2 separate regions of the Mus musculus genome follow, and region 2 is linked to region 1. The links are chromatin contacts, called in public capture Hi-C maps. All regions are on one chromosome and are shown on one strand. Each heading gives the region's core, a stretch centred on a gene start, on an enhancer-like site or on the middle of the called end of the contact. The rest is flanking DNA. Distances are from core to core; before and after follow the strand shown.

Region 1 (4,449 bases), core at 761-3,260:
GGATGCAGGGGCTCACGGGGATCCTGGCTACATGCGGCACCACTGACAGTTACAGCTCCCAGGGAAGGGGAAGGCATCCCTGAGCATGCAGGCATCCGGCCCCCACATGACAGCTCACAACTGTCTGAAATTCCAGTTCTAGAGGATCTGACACCTTCACACAGACACACATGCAGGCAAAACACCAATGCACATGAAATAGAAGTGAATTAAAAAAGGATGGAAAGGAAAAAAGGAAAACATGACAATGAAGACCAAGGGTGTCTTAGTTACATTTCCATTGCGACGAATAGACGCCATGTCCAAGGCAACTCATAAGGACAACATTTAACCGGGGCTGGCTTACAGCTTCAGAGCTTCAGTCCACTAATATCATGGCAGGAAGCACGGCAGTGTCCAGGCAAACATGGTGCTGGAGAAGGAGCTGAGAGTTCTACATCTTGATCTGAAGGCAGCCAGGAGATGACCAGGACTGACTTCTTCCACACTGGGCAGAGTGTGAGTACCAGGAGCCCTCAAAGCTCACCTACACAGTGACACACTTCCTCCAACACAGCCATACCTCCTAATAGTGCCACTTCCCATGGGCCAAGCATATTCAAACCATCACGGAGGAGAAGTGGAAAGAAATGCATTGGATATGTTCAAAATAATGGTATAAACATATGAAACTGTCCAAAAATCTTTAAAAATTAATATAATTCACTGAAACACAAAGGAAACTGTTTAGTTTTTTTTTTTTTTTTTAAATCAATGCCTTTTTGGAATTTTGGCTTAGGATAGTTTTGATCTACATTTCTAAAATAGGAAAAAGAAAAAAAGAGAGGACTTATGGAAAGCAGCCACAGAAACACTTACTTGGGGGGTGGTGTGAGGGAAGGGCACAGGAAGCATGCCACTGTGTAAATGAGACCCTCCATCACGTGAACTCCTAAGCACAGCTGGAGCACAACCAGGCTTTCAAAGATTAGACATCAACAACTGAGAGTCCCTGGAGAATTTCTGAAAGTAGTTCTAAAAATGTAATCTGGATGTCTAAATCCACTACAAATCTCTGCGACGATGACGGTGATTTGAACTTGCCTTATAACCTGAGATACGGCTAGAGGCCTGCCTAGGTCTGCCCCCAGGAGTGCAGCCTTTAATTAGGACTGTGACTATTTAAGACCGTTCTACACTATAAACTGTGAGTGTCCCCAGTTGCAGTAACTGAGGAGTAACTGCTACTGGCCACAGCAGCCCTCCCCAGCCTGCAGTGCTCACCCTGAAGGCCCCTCCTCCTTCTGGAGGGTGCTGACGTGCGTGTTACGGATTGGATGCAAAGGTTCCGGCAATAGGGAGCCACAGAACACCACCAAGTCACACTGCACAACACACCTCACATAAAGAATGCAATGGGAGGAAAAACCCCACCCAAGAGGGCAAAGCCCCAGCAGAGGGAGGGGGGCATGGCCTGGCCTCACGGGGTCAGCTCCCAGAGTCGTCTAGAAGCCTGGCCGTGAAGGTCTCTAGGGATGGACTTACTGGCTATCCCTTGCCACTCAAGTTAGTATGACCGGCCAAGAGCTAATCCCCTTAACCTTTCTGGCTCTAGAATGGCTACCGGTAGCAGTTGAGCCAACATCCTGAGCCCTGCCATTTGCCATCAAGCGGTTTTCTCCACTCAAGAAATAAGCCAACCAGCAAAGACTGGACAATGGGCACTGCCAGATCTAAAATCAATCCCCAAACTGTCTGCTGAGAAATTTAGCTAAATTGGGTCCACCTCAGAACCTGGCTAACACATCTGGCTCTTTGCTCTGTGGCCTGATCTCAGTATGCTCTAGATAACCAATCTAAATGGCCACCAGAAGGCACTCTGTAAACTTTAATACTCTCCATGACCTTGAAAATGTCTGCATAGGGTGTGAGCTCCCGACTGTTCAAGTTTTTGGGGAGTTGCACTTCTGTGTCCAGTGCTTGACATCCCGTCTCGCTGGCCTTTTACCCGGGGACCTGGACCCTGAGTCATCCACCAGGACTGAGCTGCCTGAGTCACTGGCTTCCCCGCCCTCTCCTCCCCTCCCACTGCTCCCCTTCTAACTTGCCACCTCCCCTTTCTCAACCTTCTCCCCATCCTCTTCCCTCCTCCGTGCCGACTCTGCCCCCTCCCCTTCTATGACCCCGAAACCCACACCCTAGTCTGCCCCGCCTGAATTCTCCTCCCCTGTGGCTGCTTACAGCACTCTGGCAGACTCCGCCCTCCTCTGCCCACTCCAAGAGGTGGCAAGGGCTGAGGGACTTGCTCCAATTCCCGTTCCTTTCTCCCTACACCACCTCACCCAGACTGAAAGGTGGTGAGGCTCCTTCCCTGCCAACCTATCCATCTAGAGTAAAGAGTTCCACTACCTTTGCCAGGCCTCTGACCTCTGACCTGTACATTACACGGGGTTCCACTCTCATTCCCGGGTAGGTTCGGGCGTCTGGCAGGAAGTATGCAGAGTAGACCCAGTGGACAAAACAGTCCCTAGTGGGTGACAAGCCAAGGTCAGCTAAAGAACCCAACTGGGATTACCAGCCGGGTTAAGGTGGCCACCAGAGGAGGGAGCTTATGACCTATTGCCTCCTTCAGGGAATGGAGTTAGACAAGAGTCAACTAAAGTTGACTTTGGTAAGTTCCATGAAATTACGCAGCAAGCTGACGAAAATTCCGCCACGATGCAGTACCTGCCTGGACTCAGCCTCCACAGCAGAGGCCACGGTCCTCGCTACCCATTTTATTTCTGTCATTGCAGAGAGAATATTTTCGGTACTGTATAGACACATCACCTGTCAATTTAAAAAGCCTATGGCTTAGGCAGGAAATGGGAAGCGGGCTATCTGGGAGGCACAGAGAATTCTGGTACAGAGCCAGGCACGGGAAGATTCCCGCGGGGAAGATGGAACAAGACATATGCATAGTACCTGAGCACAGGTAACCAGCCATGTGGCAGAATGTAGGTTAAAATAACTGGGTTATCTACGTTATGATCTAGTCAGAGAAGAGCCAAGGTATTTGTAAATATATTTTGAGTCTGAGTCTTATTTCTGGGAGCATGGGAGGAAGCAGTCGAACCAAACCTAACTTCTACAAGTCCTAACCACAGAGTTGGAAAGAAACTAAAGAAGGAAGAGGATGGTTCTCAAACCCCAGTACAGACGCTGATGAAAATGGCTTCTAAAGCCTTTAAAAGCAAAGCAAAGGAAAAAAAAAAAAGCCGGGCGTGGTGGCGCACGTACGCCTTTAATCCCAGCACTCGGGAGGCAGAGGCAGGTGGATTTCTGAGTTCGAGGACAGCCTGGTCTACAGAGTGAGCTCCAGGACAGCCAGAGCTATATAGAGAAACCCTGTCTCGAAAAACCACAAAACAAAAAACAAAAAAAGTCTATAAAAGCAAGAGAGGAGGTGGCAGTTTCCTGACAGGCTTGGCTACAGCAGAAGGCTACCCCACCTGCGGCAACCCTCAGTAGCCCAGGAAGTCACGCCCAACCCCCTGGCAGCCTGGCCATCAGAAGTCTGTATGCCCCCATGTGGGCTCATCTTCTGTGCCCAGTCACAGAGAGGCCCAGCCCCACTAGCATAGGCTCCCAGACTCGGTGACCCTGCCAAGCCAAGGACAATGCTACAGTATTATCACCAACTTCGGGGGGGGGGGCAAATGGAAACCCCCCTCCTGTACACCTAAGACCCTGTTCTTCCCCACATAGATGGAACCCCCTCCTGTACACCTCTTCTTCCCTGCCTTCTTGTAGGGTGATTCTTCTCAAGTGTTTCTGGTCATGCCTGTCTGCCTGGTTCCTTTACTCCGCCATGAAATCCGTAGCTACTTTGAAGCCACCCTGGCCCCCATAACCTTTCCTGATTCCCATCTTCTTTCCCTAGTTGCCTCACAGATCTCTACCTCAGACTCCCCTGTCCCTATCCTACAGATCCAGTTAACTCTCAAGGGTGGAATATCTCCACACCGTGACTGCTACCCACCGCAGCTGGTCTTTATCCTCCTATTCCTTTCCCTCCAGACCCCAGTTTCCCGTCTCTGAAAACCACCGCTGCAGTCTCAAGCCATTACCCACCCACTATCTCGGACACTCCCACTGACGGCCTCACAGGGCTCCTGCTCTCCCAGCGCGCGCAGTACATGAGCTTCCGCTGCCTACCACACAGTACATTAAATATGGCAGTGGTTCCAACCCACCCTGTGGTTACCAACACTTCTACCCTCCTCCCTAATACTCCTCCTCTGCCTTCTACTTTACCATTGTGGACCTAAAGGACCCCTCCCTTCTTTACTGTCCCCCTGCATATTGACTTTCTCTTTGCCTTCACCTGGGTGGACCCTGACACAGGGCTTCGGGGCAGCTCACACGGACAGTTCTCTCTCAAGGCTTCCAGGGCCGTCCTCATTTTTCTGGCCAAGCTTCATTCCTAGC
Region 2 (4,449 bases), core at 1,052-3,551, 560 kb before region 1:
GGCTACAGATGAGAGGCTTTTTAGTTTCGGGGGTCTCTTAGGCACAGTGATTAAAACTTAGACCATAACTTTGGCTCTCAAAGTCACTCGTATGTCTGCTTTTCCCATGCTGAGTCACAGGCTCCACCCTGCTCTGAGGTCACCCTGGCTGACACCTATGTGAGCTATCTTCAAAATACTTGGCCCACTTCTGTCACTACAGTTTTACAAACCTCCGGTAGGAATTTCCGGGATTGTGTTACTGGTCTAGATTTTGAAGTAGCTTTCAGAGTATGTTGTTTACATTGTCTCTTAACATCCAACAACTCTGTCAGAAGAAATTTTGAAGGAAAAAAAAATCCAAAGATTCTTGGAAACTTCAAAGTCTGGTGGTGAAAAATAAAAAACTAGAAAGCAAACTAACAGGCTGGTGAGATGGCTCAGCGGGTAAGAGCACTGACTGCTCTTCCAAAGGTCCCGAGTTCAAATCCTAGCAACCACATGGTGGCTCACAACCATCCATAATGAGATCTGATGCCCTCTTCTGGGGTGTCTGAAGACAGCTACAGTGTACTTACATATAACAATAAATAAAATCTTTAAAAAACAAACAACAGCCAGTCCCAGCACTCGGGAGGCAGTGGCAGGTGGATTTCTGAGTTCGAGGCCAGCCTGGTCTACAAAGTGAGTTCCAGGACAGCCAGGGCTATGTAGGTTCTCGAAAAAACCAAAAAAAAAAAAAAAAAAGAAAGAAAAAAAAAGAAAGAAAGCAAACTAACTTTTCAATAGGGCACAGGACAGTGTATGTGTGTGGTGGGTAGCATTTGTGTACCTGTCTGTAAGATTGAAGAGATACAAAGTGACCCCCGGGAAAGTGATCTCTACCGTAGAGACCTCCCACCCACTCATTGCAAACTAAGGGTCTTTCTTTTTGTTAGGTTAGTTTGTTTGTTTTTTGTTGTTGTTGTTTTTGTTGTTGTTTTTGGAACACTTACCAGCGCAACACTGGGTATAGGAAGGGTGTAAGGAGGCCCAGTTACCCTGCCAGGACTAGGGAACACTAAGGAGAACTCTGGTACCTGAGCTCAGGCTGCAGAGAAGTGGATGCTGCCCTGCTCTGGTTATGACACAGCTGACCCGCACACAGACTGGCTGGGAACACTGGAGAGATCTGATTGGAACCAACCACCCTGCTAGGGGAAACCTACTGGGATTGCCTACAGCAAGAACACTGCCCTTCCTCCTGCTGCCTGGAGTCTCCCTCTAGTGCCCAGATTGGCAGTTTTTCAGTTAACAGCTTAATAATTAGCTCACCAAACACTCGTGCAATCACACACTAATATGATCTGTCCTGTTCGCTGGGATACCTCAGTGCTTAGTTTCCTGGTATAAAACACAAACGGAAAACATTTGTTGATGAAGGTGGAGCTTACACTAGCTGTTTTCCAGTCTGCATTCAAAGGCAAGAAGAGTCCAAAATAACCTCGGTTGTCCTGCCAAAATTTAAGCTCATTCCTGGCTCTATTTATATTTCTCCCAGTTGGCTCTTGGCGGGGCTGTAGGAGGCAGCATAGATAGCCTAGGGCTTCGGAGAAAAATGCAGGTCCAGTGTAAAATCCCAGCCCCTCTAAGAGTTGAGATTCTCGGGCAAATTACTCAGTACCAAAGGCTTGCTTCCCTCATCTGCAAAATGCAGGTGATGATGCTGTGGGGCTTAAATAAGGCAGTCCTGCGGGGGCATGTGTTCCTCAAGGGCTCCCGCCCCACACCCCAGAGGGGTGGGCCCGTGAGTAGCTTGCCCGGATTTCCTGATCGCTGACCATGGTCCAAGCGGGAGGGCCATGGATTCGCCCATGGCTTCTAGGCAGGCCAAAGATTGTAGCACCTCAGTAGGCTAGGCATGGCACCAGGCAGACAGCTAGAGCCCAAGCTCGGCAGCCCAGGACGGCCCTAAGAATTGCGAGGGAGTTTCCTAACAACCCTATTTCAAATTTCCTAATAGTGGAGTTTCAAAGCCAGCTACCTCCTGCCCAGCACAAACGAGGGTGTGGTTGTGTTCACATTCACACTGAAACAAAAGAAAACTAGCAGAGCACCCCCACCCCCCACCCCTACCCCCTGGGCCTCGCTCAGCTCCGGACATTTTCCCAGGCACCCGGTGCAGCCGAGCTACGGGCACGCCCTACGGCCGCTGCACTTTCCAGAGCCAGGGTGCAGCCTCCCCCAAGGTCGGATCCCAAGGGGCTCCAAGGACCCGGCCCCCGGGTGAGCTGGCCGGTTTGCCTTGCCGAGCTAAGTCCGACCCGCAGTTGCAGCCAGATACTGGCCCAAGGCCTGTGGCTGGGCTCAAAATCGTCCTCTCCCGGGCTGGAATCCTGGGAATGTCGCTGCGGGGAAGCATCTGGCTGGCCTCCGGGCGGCAGGAGGGGGTCAAACCTTTTTCGGGTGATTTTGCACAAAATTCTCCCTACACCAAGGGCTGCGGTCCTGGGAAGTGGAAGCCCAAGGAATGACAAGAGAGCTGCTCGCTCCTTCTCCAGGTCGCCTTCGTCATGTCTAACTCCCGATACGCTGCCGGCGAAGCAGACAAAATGCCTTTTCCCCGTTCCGAAGACCCCTTCTTTGTGTCTATGGAAGTTCCTTCCTCGGTTGCGAACCATCTATGCCACCCGAGCGGGTCTTTCCAGCTGGATTGTCGCCACCTCGTGGCTACCTTGGTCCTTCGTCCCCCTAAGCCCTTTGCTCTCTTTGGTCTCAAGCCTATTTTTCTTTTCTTTCTACAACCAGCTATGGACTGAAACTTTATAATCCTGTTCTCTGGGCTTAGGATGTGAGCTGGGATACCTCTGTCCCCTTCTTTCTGTTACACCGCTCGCCTTCTTAAAGAGAAACGAAGCAGGTGCTAGTTGGAGGGCAGGAGTCACCGGGTTGGCAAGCCTGTGGGGGCTCGGTGTGAGGCGCCAGTCCTCTCTCTACCAATTTCCCATGAGACAAACTGATGATTAAGAAGACAAACGCACTCTGTCTTGTTCCTACTGGTTAGTGATGCTATTACACTCGATGAGTATTATTAAAGGACCCCTGTCATTAGAGACTCCCTGTTATTATTGTTATTATTATTTAGCATTTATAATGTATTCCTTATTTTCAAAACACACTATTATCTCCCTGGACTTTCCAAACACAACTGAGCGGCAGGCAGGTGACAACTTCATAAAATAGGGAAACTGAGGCACTGTAATTAGTACAGAGTTATTGGATTAATGAGTCAACAGTAGTCATTTCTCCCCAGAAGATTACTGCCTTACTCTGAACTCATGGATTCCAGTAAATGGTGATCCTGGTTTGGGAAGCTAGTTTCTCACACTCACTTTTATGACCCACTTGTAATCACGTTAGAAACCCAGTCAGGGAAGTCTTCGCACTTATGAGTCATTACTTCAAACTCATTACTGGGCACCTGGGCCACCTTAATTGTATTTTATTTTACAAGTCGAATTATTGTGATTATTGTTACTTAGTATAATAAGTATTTATTGTATTCTGCTAAAATGTATATAATGAATCTCTGTTTTTAAAAAGTAGTAACATTAGTAAGATGGATATATTTTGATCTAGAGAACAAATAGCTCTCTTTCTTTCTTTCTTTCTTTCTTTCTTTCTTTCTTTCTTTCTTTTTCTTTCTTTCTTTGTTTGGATTTTCGGGACAGGGTTTCTCTGTGTAGCCCAGGCTGTCCTGGAACTCATTCTGTAGACCAGGCTGGCCTCAAACTCAGAAATCCATCTGCCTCTGCCTTCCAAGTGCTGGGATTAAAGGCGTGTGCCACCACCACCGGGCAACAAATAGTTTTCAAGATAATCACTCTTATTGTTTGTTACCACAGGCATTCAGGAAAAATTAACTATATTATATATGTGTAGATATTTGGTTGTTTCAAGACAGAGTTTCAGGCCCTTTGCTGTCCTGGAATTCACTTTGTAGACCAGGTTAGCCTTTTGAACTCAGAGATCTGCCTGCCTCTGTCTTCTGAGTGCTGGGATTAAAGCACCTAACTTTGATTATATGATTTTAATGCTGAAGCCTATCAGCCTTTCAGAGACAAGAAAGTTCCCAAGCTTTGCTTCTAGTTTTAAGAAATCTCCAGTCTTAGCCGAGAGTGACTCAGTCCTAGTACTTCGTAGCCGAATCCCTTTCATAACTGAGTTTCCACTCCCAAGGCAGTAACAACATATGGTCATTTCCAATGTTGTATCAATATACGAAGATTTCTACCAATGTTCTATCTTCACAGAAAGGAGCTGTGTCGAGCACTCCGTCTCCTTCCTTCTGGATGAAAGAGATCTGGCATCCTGGAAGTCTCCAGTGCACAGCTTCGGCCTGTGTGGTTTGGAGAGTTGGGAAGTTTATCCGTCCATCCTGCTGCTTGGATGCCAGCCACGCAGGAGTCTCTCATACAACCTTTCTGAGTT

What was found. Capture Hi-C pulls out chosen DNA fragments and counts their contacts.
Region 2: a contact with region 1 is called in a capture Hi-C map of embryonic stem cells, with 2.1 times the contacts expected there. The contact joins two enhancer-like sites. A contact is called at or near these places in 2 of 484 Hi-C or Micro-C datasets (B cells and pro-B cells), 2 of 115 datasets of contacts at active chromatin or transcription factors (astrocytes and large pre-B cells) and 1 of 9 other capture datasets (embryonic stem cells).

Annotation. Positions count from the first base shown.
Region 1 is chr17:87,697,177-87,701,625 of GRCm38.p6, reverse strand. All of the region lies in intron 8 of Msh2 (mutS homolog 2), which reads right to left. Among named protein-coding and RNA genes, the nearest start is that of Msh2, 27 kb to the right of the region's middle. Within about 2 kb of position 2,010, at least 45 of the 459 cell types and tissues checked have an H3K27ac peak or open chromatin away from gene starts, as enhancers often do. A contact at or near this core is called in embryonic stem cells, where this site is marked.
Region 2 is chr17:88,254,118-88,258,566 of GRCm38.p6, reverse strand. Gm31615 (a long non-coding RNA gene) reads left to right here. Exons shown (of 7, transcript XR_877113.1): 4 at 4,272-4,449. Among named protein-coding and RNA genes, the nearest start is that of 1700116H05Rik, 51 kb to the left of the region's middle. Within about 2 kb of position 2,301, at least 289 of the 459 cell types and tissues checked have an H3K27ac peak or open chromatin away from gene starts, as enhancers often do. A contact at or near this core is called in embryonic stem cells, where this site is marked.